2 separate regions of the Macaca mulatta genome follow, and region 1 is linked to region 2. Evidence: chromatin contacts called from public Hi-C data. All regions are on one chromosome and are shown on one strand. Each heading gives the region's core, a stretch centred on a gene start, on an enhancer-like site or on the middle of the called end of the contact. The rest is flanking DNA. Distances are from core to core; before and after follow the strand shown. Region 1 has its middle 330 kb from the start of PAX3. Region 2 holds the start of EPHA4 (EPH receptor A4).

Evidence for each region. Hi-C and Micro-C count contacts between places; a contact is called where the count stands out from the background.
Region 1: a Hi-C map of fetal cortex germinal zone shows a contact between it and region 2, with 8 times the contacts expected there. The contact joins the enhancer-like site here to the promoter of EPHA4 in region 2. A contact is called at or near these places in 2 of 14 Hi-C or Micro-C datasets (fetal cortex germinal zone and fetal cortical plate).

Annotation. Positions count from the first base shown.
Region 1 is chr12:127,222,042-127,228,419 of T2T-MMU8v2.0, forward strand. No RefSeq gene overlaps it. Among named protein-coding and RNA genes, the nearest start is that of PAX3, 330 kb to the right of the region's middle. Within about 2 kb of position 3,895, at least 5 of the 40 cell types and tissues checked have an H3K27ac peak or open chromatin away from gene starts, as enhancers often do. A contact at or near this core is called in fetal cortex germinal zone and fetal cortical plate, where this site is marked.
Region 2 is chr12:126,818,546-126,825,259 of T2T-MMU8v2.0, forward strand. EPHA4 (EPH receptor A4) reads right to left here and starts at 5,214. Exons shown (of 17, transcript NM_001260870.1): 1 at 5,092-5,214; 2 at 1,569-1,636. The coding sequence starts at 5,182.

The sequences.
Region 1 (6,378 bases), core at 2,645-5,144, 400 kb after region 2:
CACCACAATCCTATTAAGGAAATGCTGCTATTATTCTCCCACTTTATAAATAAGAAAACTGAGACACAGGGATAGGTAGCATGCCCACGTTGTAGAGCCCAGATTTGAAACAAGTATCCTGAACCTTATGTTCCTCCTTCCTCACACTCACATGTCACATGTTGAAGGCAGCCTGTCCCCACCTGGCCCCCTGTGTTAGGAAGTTCTGGGAGTCTGTACCACAGCTTTCCCTGGGGAAAGGCTGATGACCGGGAACTGTCATTAACAGTCATCAGTGGGTTCAGCAGTTCCTACGTGGTGTCTAGGGAGAGGTGAGAATGATTTGTCACCATTTGTTGGAAGAAAGTAAAAAGCACAAATGAATTGGGGCAAGGTTCCAGTCACCCTAGAAAGGTACAGTGGGTGCTGACAGAGAGCTCAGGGCTAGAGGCAAATCATCAACACTTGACTCAGTTTCTGTCTTTGAGAAAGGTAGTGAGCATCTTTATTAAATTGCTGAGAAGAGGATATGCCCACAAGACAGAAGAGATGTTGTAGAAAAACTGCCACACTTGGCAGGCAAGAGACCCCGCTCCTTGTGGCAGCTCTGCCATTGACCTTGGGCAGACACTTAACATCCTCAGGCTTTGGTTTTCTCATTTGTAATGTGAGAGGACTGGAACAAGTGGTCCCTGCAGGCTCTCACAGCCTCTGGAGTTACTGAGACACTGGGAAGTAAAATTCAGCTCCTCTCCTATGTTTCTGAAGGAATAGACTTAAAGGCAAGAAATATTCCTAAACAGCAATAGATAGCCCAGGCCATTCATGCTACAGGAACTTTTGATACCTGGATTACGTAAGTATGTAAATTCAAACAAACAAAAGAGAAATTCTGCAACCCTTTGCAAAACATGAAGATTTTTAAGATGACCTCAACTTGCACCAAAATAAAATTATAAAGGAAATACAAACATCTATTCTTCCCAATGCTCCAGGTCCCCCCCAAATTTGCATTTGCTTCCTTCTTTCCTCCACCTTATTAATTGTACAAATAAGGGGCACACTAAACATTTAAGTATGCAAATTATAAAAATAATGAATAGTATATGCTTCTTTTGTGTTCCATTGTAATAAAACCTATTGTTCCATCCATCAGTCTCATTAGAGTAGGTTTTGACCTATACTGAAAAAAAAAACACTCAAATGTTCAAGCTCATCTGCCAAATGAGGGACCTCAGAAGGACAATCTCCACTGTTTCCTCCCCCGTCGAATATTATATGATTCTCCATGGAAATGATGATAATAGATCAGCAGCACTGTGGTTTTACACAAAGGGTAGGACCTCATCGGCAGGCTAGAAGCCTAGAAATTAGAAATATTTCGGTGAATACAGAAAAATTTTCTTATGGTTAATGATATGTTATCCTAATCAGGGTAAAATTTTAAGAAAGAACTTAGAGGTCTCACAGTGTGTTTCCTTCCCAAAGTACAGGAACTAGAAAAATGCTGTTACCAAATATCTTGAGGTAGCTTTTCTGTTGTTAAAAGAAAATACATATTGCTGAAAGAAGAGAGACACTGCAGAAGTTACCTCTCAATCAGCTTTCGACAGGTTATATTGCAGGCATGAAATGAAAGCACCAAGACTTTGATTATGTGTAGATTTTAATTATGTTTTTCTTGTTTTTTTTGTTTTGTTTTGTTTTGTTTTTGTTTTTTTTAGAAATGGGGTCTCGCTCTGTCGCCAGGCTGGAGTGCAGTGGCGCGATCTCAGCTCACTGCAACCTCCACCTCCCAGGTTCAAGAGATTCCCTTGCCTCAGCCTCCCAAGTAGCTGAGACTACAGGCACATGCCACCACGCCCAACCAATTTTTGTATTTTTAGTAGAGATGGGGTTTCACCATGTTGGCCAGGATGGTCTCAATCTCTTGATCTCATGATCCACCCGGCTCGCCTCCTAAAGTGCTGGGATTACAGGCATGAGCCACTGCGCCTGGCCTATAATTATGTTTCAAATTTGGGGCTATATCTGGTCACTATTTAACAGTATGTTCATCCAAAAATTAAGTCCTTTAAAAAATTCTTATTGGGTACTGGATTCCAAGATAGGATTCCATATGTTTCCTATACTTTACTGTTGCCAAGATATAAGACCATGTTTTATCTGCTATTTCCACAATGAAGGCAATGAGTAATTGAATCAATAAATTAAGTGAATAAATAAATTGAACATTTGATTCATATATTTCTAGCAGAAGGCAACAAGCAACCTCTTGGACCAGACAGTTCTATTGATTTTTTCTTAGTCTTATTTATTCCATGTTATTACTTAAATCAAATAGTAAATCAAGCAGTTATAACCTTCTGTTATTGACCCAAAAAAAATACTACATAGGAAAGAATACGTTAAGAAAGAAATTAATAGAAGATTAATACATTTATCAATGTAGCAAAATATTGTCAAACTAAATAACAGAGAAGGAGACTCTCTAAAACAAAGTAATATTTACTCTGGAATGGGCATTGCAATGAGGAATGTGCATGCCATAATAAACTGTGTGCATCTGCAGGGAGGTAGAGGAAGACAAAGGTTTTTAAAGAAAAAATGAGGATTGCATAATTGTCTTGAGATAATTATCCTTGGCTGCAAGGATCAATAACAAGGGTGGCGCCAGCATGAGGTTAGACTGGCAGTTGCTGAGCAGATGTCCCCACAGAAGCATTTTGTGTGTGTGTGTAAGGTTGCAATGGCCTTTTTTGCAGTCTTTTGTGGTAGTTCTTGTTATCAGACACTCATGATGAGAACACTCTCTTCCTGGCCTTTCCCAATTCTATTTGTCAGGGTTTTTAACACAAGTAACTCCATTTTGATTCTGACGACTTTCACAATATTTACAGATGATCGTTTAATAATCACTCGAGAGAGAGAGATGTGGGTTTCTTTCTAGTTTACTGAATTCTTCCCTTTTTAGTTGCCACAGAAATCTGTGTGCTGACAGCAGCCCTGTGTGGGACATTTAGGCCCACAGACACTCATGTGATTCTAGAAAATGTCTCAAAGAAGGGACCTGGATTTTCATCCCTTTACACTCCTGCAGTTTAGTTAAACAGTGGCAGCTGAGAACAGCCACTTGTCATCCATTTGGTTATGATTCTTCTGCTTCATCATCAATCCAAGCATTGACCTAGTTGTAGAAATTCAGCTCCAGTCAGTTCTCCTAAATATCTAAAATGTGCACAACAAATCCAGTTCCTCCAACAAGGGCTAATGTTCACCTCTTCTCTGTGTGTTTTTTATACATTATGTATCTGCACTTTTGCATTAAGTGGCTATAATTAATATAATTTTGTTAGAGGCTAACTAAAATAAAAAGCCCTATCAATTAAGAATGCATAATATTTCATCTTAAGAAACACCATCTTCTAAGAATTAATGTCTTTAGACTATCATAAATAAAACATCAAGGAAGATGCTTGTGCATAAATCTTTGACCACATCTCTAATTAATTTTTCTTCAGGATAAAACTTTTGAAAATAATCCCGTCCAATTGAGAGATAGTAAAAATGTCCTTATTTTAATTTGAATTTTCCTTCTTATTGGAGGTTAAAAATTGTGCATAAAGTCTTTGCCCTGTGTATTTCTTCTCTTGTGAAATATCTATTTACATCCTTTACTTATTTTTCTAAGTCTTACGTTTTTAATACCACATTCGATTGCATGTGTAATTTGTAATTTAAAATAGGCTTCAGTGAAAGGAAGTTTACAAATATATGTGTCATCACCATCATTTAATTATTTCTTTAAATCTTCTTAAAGTTATTCCTTTTAAAATATCTCTACAATTTTTTTGTTAAAATGCCATTGAGAGCACCAAACAGGCGTTCGAAATATCTTAAGACAGTGTTAGGCTGCCACCTAGCATTTCAGTGTGGAACAGTCCAAAACACCCATTGAAGGTTTTCTCATATTCAGAACATATCGAATACAGTAAACACAAAAATGTCACCTTATGTCCTGAATCCAGAAAGGCTAAAAACTAATGTCAATGAATGCAAAACTAGGACTCCCATAGACTCAGGGACAAGGTATTCCATATATACATATCCTCTATATTTAACACTTGTCACTGTTTACCTTAACTGAAATAAGACCATTACTCTGAAAGTCAAGAAACTTGGGTCCTCATTCGAAACTTAACTGCTAACAGATGTAGTGATCTTTCACAGCACAATGAGCCTCCTCAGGACTCCGTTTTTCCATAAAATATAAGGAAGACAAAGGAAAGCTGTCTTGTTCCTCGCACTCTGCAAGGGTGCAGATGAGTGGTGCGTCTCAGAGAGGACTGTATGCTTCTGGGGCCGTAGGAGCTGTGTAAGGTCGGATATGGAATTGCTTGCAAACTTGCCCTCTTCCTGGTCACCCTCCCCTTCATCTCACCCCTTCCCCCGGAGACGGAAGTGCTTTTCAGGTGGAAATGCTTGACCACACGCCGGCTTGACCATGCCTGTGGTCTAATTGGAGAGCTTTAGAGAGGGACAAAGAGGTGAGGATAAAGGACCTGCCTTCCCAATCAGCCTGTCTACAATGACCAGTAACGATAGTCCAAGTCCTATTATCATACAGTGTCCAGTGCCTGTACAACATGGACTACTCATGACAGCTTCCTGATCTTCCAAAATTTCTCACCTGCTCGCCTCCTGCCTTCTTCATGGGGGACACATACCCCCCTTCATTCTTCCATAGGCTGTAAATATTTTTCAAAGCATAGTTTCTCTCATCTGCTCTTCTCGCCTCATACTTTTGGCTTCAAAGGAATTACTTATTTGCACATCTTAAACTCTTAGGGTTTGATTGAAAAATCTTTAACTCCTGGGCAGAATTTTCACTTGAGTGCCAGTGATGTGTGTTCAGCTGTCTGCTGGAATGTTTGATGTCCCATCCCTAAAACCATCTTCCTTCTTTACCGTGTATAACCAAACACTCACAAAATCCTGACAGTTTTTTGTGCAGTTGTTTCTCCTGCTCACTGCTTCTTTTCTGTCCTCAAAGGACTCTTCGTGGTGTGCATGGACCATGGTAATGCCTTCTCTTTAGTCCTTTGCTCTTTTAATCCAGATCTTCCCCAGGCAGAAACCCACTTTCCCCCACTGTGCAACAGCATCATTTTCTATAGATGCCCCAAGGTGAGAATGGTTCCTAACCCCACTCAACTCCACCCTGCATGCACCTGCCAAATCAGACGTCTTCAACGCTGGCCTCACTGCTGAAGGCCCAAATCTTCCTGTTGATCTTTTTCATTCTTCTTTCCCACCCTGCCCTGCCAGGATTCCTGTGTTCCAAGCAATTTTATTTCAGTGAGATCCTCAGATCATGTCAACTAAAGACTTGTTATTCAAAAGTGTGGTCTGTGAATCAAGTGATATTGGCATTATCCGGGATCTTTTTGAAAATGCAGGCTTCCAGGCTCCACCCCAGAATTTTGAATCAGAATCACAATCTAAACCTCAACAAGATCCCTGGGAAATTCACATGCATGTGAAAGTTTAAGGAATACAGAATACACACACCCCCAGCCTCCCTATTTTTCTCTCATTTCCATGTATTTCCTTAATTTTACATTCACAATCTAAAATTATCTTGTTATTTTCCTTTCTATCGTCTACCTCATCATATTGGAATGTAAGCTTTATGAGAGCCAGGCCCTCATGATATTTACTGCTGTATATTTCTAGTATACATTCAATAAATAATTATTAAGTAAATAAGTTCTGAGCTCATTTCCTTATTCTCACTTTTATTTATGACATATCTCCGGTCCACCTTGCCTTCTCTCCTCCTTTTCTCCTTTTTAGACATTATTTATCTAGGTGGATGCACTGGCTCATGCCTGTAATCCCAGCACTTAGGGAGGCTGAGGCAGGCAGATCACCTGAAGCTAGGAGTTTGAGACCAGCCTGGTCAACGTGGAGAAACCCCATCTCTAATAAAAATACAAAAATTAGCTGAGGGTGGTGGTGGGCACCTGTAATTCCAGCTATTTGGGAGGCTGAGGCAGGAGAATCACTTGAACCCAGGAGGCAGAGGCGGCAGTGAGCCGAGATTTTGCCACTGCACTCCAGCCTGGGCGACAGAGAGAGACTCTGCCTCAAAAAAAAAAAAAAAAGAAAAAGAAAAGAAAAGAAAAGAAAAGAAAAAAAAAGGGAAAGGAAAAAAGATATTATTTATCCAACAAATTATAATTTCTCCAAAAAAATATTTCTCAGACACTCCAAGCACATGCCCTTCTGACTTCCTAGACCCTATAAGAACAATTCAGACACCCACACTCACTTCAATGCTTCTTGTGTATATGTTTTGTCTCTCCAACCAAAATGTAGATGTCAGGAGGGCAGAAT
Region 2 (6,714 bases), core at 3,964-6,463:
AAAATTTCATTAGATGTATATTCTCTTCAAACTTAAAAGCAACCAGTAAGAAAAATGAGGCTGATTAAATTTATTACTACAAGTACTGATACTTTCCATCCTCAATTTTACCAGCAGTTCTAATACATTTTAACCTACCAAGCAATATCCCTGGTACATATAGCCTGGGAAAGCCTCGCCTCAATCAGTGACCTTTCCAGGGTATAGGATTAACAATGAGTCTGACTCTCACCAAGATAAAGCTGTACCTTTCTTCACATTCAAAGGATGAGGGCAATTGCCTGCAATCAGTGGTGAATACAGCCTGTCTACACTGCCAGAGGCCTGTCAATCACTCCTCCCTCCTTTAAAAAGATGGTTTTAAGGGCAGACTGGAATTTTTCAGCAGAGAACAAACCAATGACAGTCAAGTTCAGGCAGAAAAATAGGAAGACAGGGCAATCTGTTTTATTTCAGGTGGATTACAAAATTTGTTTGCAACAAGACAGCCTAAAATTCTCCATTTTCATGGCTATTTTCTTGCTTGGTCTTAGTTCTGAAATATGTCCTTGATAACAGACTCTATGAATCTTTATTTTAAAATCCTTCAATCTTTATTCAATGGACCAGTGTGGAGCCCATGCCAGGTTCTAGAATTACAGTTTTTGCCTAGTAAAGACTCCTAATCTTTCACCCCCATTGTTTTTAATCAATTGACTCGGCCAAAAACTATCAAGCCTGTGAAGGTAGGATGATTTGTTTAATTTTTAAAGGATTCGAGAGTTATTTCAGTTTGGCAGAAGTCAGTTACATGTTGTACTGTTTTCTTTCCAAAGCTGATTCATTCTGACTGGTGATTTAGGGGGAGTAGGAGAACGTGGCCATTGACCTGGTAAGATGGAGGCAGCAATGACAAGTGTTATAAATTTGAGAAGAAATGAAGTGATGCTTTCTTCAGACTTTATAATCCAGCCTACTCAATCCCCAAAGATTCTTCAAGGTTATAGACACTTAAACTTTTCATATTTAGCACCATGAATGCACAAGCTTGGGGTTTTTCTGACACAAGTTCACGTGACTGTCTCCCAGTGTGCAAGAGAACAGCAGCTGACTTAAGAGTGAGAGCAAGGTACAGAGCCTTCCTGCAGTTCATGCAGGTACAATTAGAAATGTCTTCTCTCTCGTATCTTTATTTATTCTTTTTTTTCATCTGGAAGCAGGACAATTGCTCTTAAATTAACCCTGTCAGGACTTCACGGCCATCACAGTAATAGGCATAAATTCTAATTTGGTCCCCGGATCATATTTCCTGTCGGTATTTTAGTTTTAAATAGGCATCTAAGTCTATGCCTCCACCAATCTCCTAATTTTGAAACCCCTTTCTGCCCTTTTGGCTTCTAGTTCTTCCATGACAGAGCTATCCAAAGGGAGTATAGGATTTCTCCAACAAAGCGTAATTCACTTCATAGGCCACAGCGGAAATCTGACCCCCTCACCACAATCAACAAGAATCAAGCCATTAGGACTCTCAGAAAGTTACTAATCACTCCTCTTTTACCCTTTGGATCAGAGAGCAACTCAGGACTTACCCCTCCTTCCAGAGGGCTTGCTATCCACCCAAGTTCTCCCTGAACAGATCTGGAATCCAGTAAGGTAACTGCAAAAAACAAAACAAAACAAAACAAAACAAAAAACAAAAGAAAAATAGATTAATTTCCAATTGCAAAAAGCCAGTAACACAAAAACCATTTGCTTGAGCGTTTCCATATGTGCTGAGGGCACGCATATCCAACACTGATCAAAACGTAAACTTGGGCTCACTTATGTAAATAATCATTACTCATTTGATCTTCTCCCCCTCTTTAAATCTGCAGGTTCTTATTTATTTAACTTACTTAGCATTTAAAATTCCATCCTAGGACTCACTTGATTCATTTTTCTAAAAAGGATGAATAGAGAATCTGAAGTACAATTCAAAAAGATAAATACATCTATGTAGAGCAGTTGCACTCCAGAGCTAAATCTGCATTCATCTCTGTCTGGTATCTACCAGAATTATTTGTTTTTGCAAGTTTCAGATGACCACATAACTCATCAGGGTGACAGAGCCACAAGTGAATTCTCTCTTCTATCAGAGAGTATCCTATCCAAAGGGTCAGGCAAAGGCTCTCCCTAACATTTTCCCCTCCACAACCAAGTAAATAGTCCATGAATATGGTATCCGCTGTTTTTTTAAATATCAAAGTTTCAGAAAGAGGGAATGCCAGACGTGCAGAATCAGAATGCAAATGTACCTCAAGTAGTCTCTCTTTCTCAAGATGTGTTGGGGACAATCAGAGACTCGTCTTCCACCCCTAGGATATCACTGGCTTGAATTTTAGGTATGGAGTGCTGCCTAAGGGCTTTAGTGTGCTTGTGCTACACCTAAGAGTGCGTCAAAGCTTGGGGGGAAGGGAGGACAGCCTACCGAGCTGCGGTCCCCCGCTCAGGCTAGAACAGCGCTAGGTAAGGGGAACATCCAAAAGGACGCAATGAATTCAAAACCTCTCTTTCCCACCGAGATCTGCAGTCCTGGGTGTCGAAAGGCCCACCTCACAGGAAAACACTGGGTTATTAATTTGATCAGCCAGGCTGGCTCCTCAGGCTGGGGGAGGGGTGGGAATGGGAAGCCTTCCTCTGTGCTCATGCGCACCCCAACTCTCAAGCTTACCCCCAGGCCCCTGGATTCTGCCCACTTTCCCTCTCATTACACCTCAAAGTCAATGGAGTTAAAAATCAGTCTCTTTTCCCTAGTTTTCCCGGGGAGTCTGAATTCCTGGGGTCTGTTAATGATTTTAAAATGTAGAGCCTTCCCTGGGTCGCTCCTGCCTGGAGTTCCCACCCCCTTCCCTCCCCCACCCCCACCACCGCAACCCACCCCCTTCCCTCCCCCACCCCCACCACCGCAACCATTCTCTCCTCTCTGTCCCTAGAGAAAGGCCCGCTACATCCATTTGGATTTATGTAAGGTGGATTAGGGACACAAAGGAAACAATAAGACCCAATTTACAAAAAAAGGGAGGGAGTAGAAAGGGAGGGTAAAAGGGAGAAAAGGAAACGTGATGGGAATAGAAAGCAACAAAGTGAATTAATTTTTAAGGGGGAGATGGGGGAGATGGGGGAGGGGAGGGGAACAGACATCCCTCCCTCCCCTTCAACAGGAGCCTAGGGCTCTCAGCGCCTTTTTGTCTTGGGCTCCTAAGTTTTTCTCCTAAAAGAAAAAAAAAGGGGGGGGGGGTTAAAAAAAAGAAAGAAAGCAAACAGTCTCTACATCTGGGGCGAGAGAGGTCTCAGGGGACGTCCTAACAAGTGTGTGAAGTGGCCAGGAGAACGCGGGATCAACGATTCCGCTCAGGAGAATGAATAACCCTAGGGACCGAGGGGCGGCGGCGGCCGAGATGGCACCAGAACCACCAGAAGCCACGTCAGAAGGATAGGGGAGACCCAGAGGGTGAGAGAGCGCCCCTTTCCTCCCAAGCGACGTCTGTGGGCAGGTGTATAAATCTCTCAGAGCCTCCGTCTCTCCGGAGAGCTCCGGGTACCGGCTGAGCTAAGTTGGTTTTTGGCTCCCTCCTTCGGAACAGAGAAAACGATAGAGTGCACAGGGATGGATGGACGGATGTCTGGAGAGATGGTAAGATGAATGGATGGATGGATGGATGGATGGATGGATGGATGGATGGATGGATGAATGGGTGGATGGATGGACGGATGGAGGGACGGATGGACGGACGGACGGACAGATATATAGCTGGATGCATTATGGATGGATGCATGGACAGACGGACGGATGGATGCACAGAGAGATGGATGGATGCAGAAATGGATGGATAGACGGATGGATGGACGTATGGATAGATGGATGCCGGAAAGGAGAAGAATGAGAGACAGATGTAAGACTAGATGCACGCAGGCCGATGTACGAGCATACTCTGGAACACAGCACGAGCATACACTCGAACACACGCGCACACACTCAGGACATTTGCAAACAGACATACAATCCTCCGCGTCCGCTTCCACCCAGGCATTCGCGCACCTACATATACGCAGTTGCACGCGCGCGCGCACACACACAAGCACACACACGCAGACATGCACACACACGCAGACATGCACACACACATACATGCATGCGCGCGCGCGCGCGCGCGCACACACACACACACACACACACCGTTCGCCTCTCCCTGGGTTTCTCAGTATCTAAATGATCACCGCCCCCGCCCCCCCGCCGCCCCATCTCCCGACACAGACACACAGGCACATACAATCCTCCCAGCACGTCCGAACGGATGTACAGAAAACTGAGCACCCAGACGGGTCCCGTCGATCCCGCACGTTAGCTCTAAACAGTGTGCAATTCTGGGGCGAAAAGCTAAAACTCGACTGCGTTCAACTTGCCGGCGGGTTCCCCAAGTCTGCGGGGTGAAGAGCCCGGGCCCCTCAGGCCCGCAATGGCACCCTCGGGGCGCTGGGCTTGGTGAGGAGAAAGGTGTCTGACTCCAGGTGCTAGAAACCAGGTCACTGGCGCCTGACGAGCAGCGCCACGACCGCTGCGCTGCGGAGCAGGCCCCGCAGCCCGGTCCCGAGAAGCGCAGGGCTCGGGAAACTTTGCAGAAACCAGAGCTCGAAAGGCTTTCGCTAGAACCCGGGAGCACCAAGGCTTCACTGTGCTCCAGGCTGCGTTTTCCCCTCGCCCTGGGCTGGCTCCGGAGAGGACGTGGTTCTTGTAATTTTTTTTTTTTTTTTTCAAATCCTGGCGTTGCCTCCCGTGCATCCCCTCGGGGCGCCTCGAGCGGGCCTCGCTGGCGGATGCTGATAAACTTTGGCCTTTCGTTACAAACTTGGACAGACCCACCGCGTGCACGGGTCACGGCCTCGGGGCAAGCTGCCCTGCAGTTCCCCGCTGCCCCTTCGCCAAGCCCCTCGCCCCGGTCCTCTTCTCCCGAATCGGGAGGCACTGCTCACGCCGGGCTCCCCCCGCACCACCTGGCCCTGCGCTCTTGAGGGCCCCTCACCCGCGATGGCCCCGCGCTGTCCCCGACCACAGAAAGGCCGTCCCGCTCTTACCTTCATTCGCGGGGTACACCCTGGAACCGGTGACAGCGTCGCAAATCCCGAAAAGACACGAAAAGAGGGCGAAATAGAAAATCCCAGCCATGGTTCGCCGGTGCCAACGCTGCTCCTGCCGCTTCTATCCCAGTGGAATAAATGCTTAAGTTAGGAGAGCAGCGGGCTGAAGACATTGCCAAGGGGGCGGGCCCGGCCGGTGACGTGAGCCCGCCAGTCCGGGGCCCGCGGCCAATGGCGGCGCAGACGGGACAGCCGAGGCCCCGCCTTCACCGCGTAGGGCCCGCCCCAGGGTTCCGCCCCCTCCGGGCTCCGCGGGGCGCGAGGTCTCCCGGGGCTCGAGGGGGCGAGCACTGCCGGGTCCCCGCCCCCGCCTGCCGGAGGGAGCCAGCGGGATCCCCCACGTCACCTCGAAGGTCGAGCCCCTGGACGGCGGAGGGAGCTTCGAAAAGCTTGGAATTGACCGAGGGGAGCCAGAGAAGAGGTTGGCAACCTTTTCTCCCACCACGGGCAGTTTGAAATGGAGGAAAACGCTCTTTTATTGAAATAAAAGAAGTCTAACTTGACCTGTCCCTCTGCGGTTGCTTCTTTAGGAGGGTCGACTTGTCTGCGTCCAGCGCGCCCAGGCTGAGCTGCACACGCGCGCCTGCCACCGCCACCCTCTGCCGCCTTGCCCTGTTTTGTCTTTATGGCGCTTCCCCCTCTGAAATGCTCTTTGAGGGGAGTTTTGTGGCTCCATGACTTGCTTCTTCCCTGGCTCCCCAGATGCTTGGAGAGCGGGAACCTAGTCGGTCCCCAACTTCCAGCCCGCAGCAGGGCTCCGTCACTGTCTCCAGAGACTGAAGGAATGACTTTCTAGCAGTAAGGAAGTCCCCGCTGGCCCCGTCCCCTGTGCACACGCCGTGGACCTCGCCCAGGGCCCAGGACGCCCCGACAGGGCCTTGGGCTGCAGGAACCAATTGTGGATTTCCCGGGGGCAGCGTCGGGGGGAGTCCCTGGAACCGGGCCTGGGCTGTCCGGGAGCGGTGGGGGTAGAAGCGAAAGGCTTAAGTGTGGGTGCGGGGACCCGCAGCTGCACAGACAAGGCAGACAGGGACTGGGAAGTTGCCCGGAGCGGCTGCTGCAACTCCCCGCTCCAACCTAGCCGGGACAGCCCTCCCTGCCCCGGGAGACGACGGCGAGCAGGAGGACCCGCACAGCCCCTCCCGGCTGCTCCGGTCCCGGGGGCACTGGCACCATCGGGCTGTGGTCTGTCCCCCGATGCCCGAGCCGTGGACTCAGCCACCTAAGAGCGATCCGGCGACGGCAGCGCAGCCGGTGTCCCAGGGACCAGTCCCCAACGCCACTCGGTGCATTTCCTCAGGCGTTGGCAGAAGCACGGATTCCTAGCGATGAGGCCTCCCTTCCTCTTCCCAGGCTGCCCCTCCTCTGACTCCCTCCGGAGCAGGGCCGGGTTTTCCCGGGGAGCCTGGGTCCCGGCGGCCGGGCGGCCGCGGGGAGGTGGAGGCCCCTCTCCAACCCGGGCCGCAGCTCATCGTGAGCCAACCGCGCCACCTGCCGGCCAGATGCGGGAGTGTGCGGCCCCGGAGGAAGGGCGAGCGGACAAAGACCGCAACCCGCAAC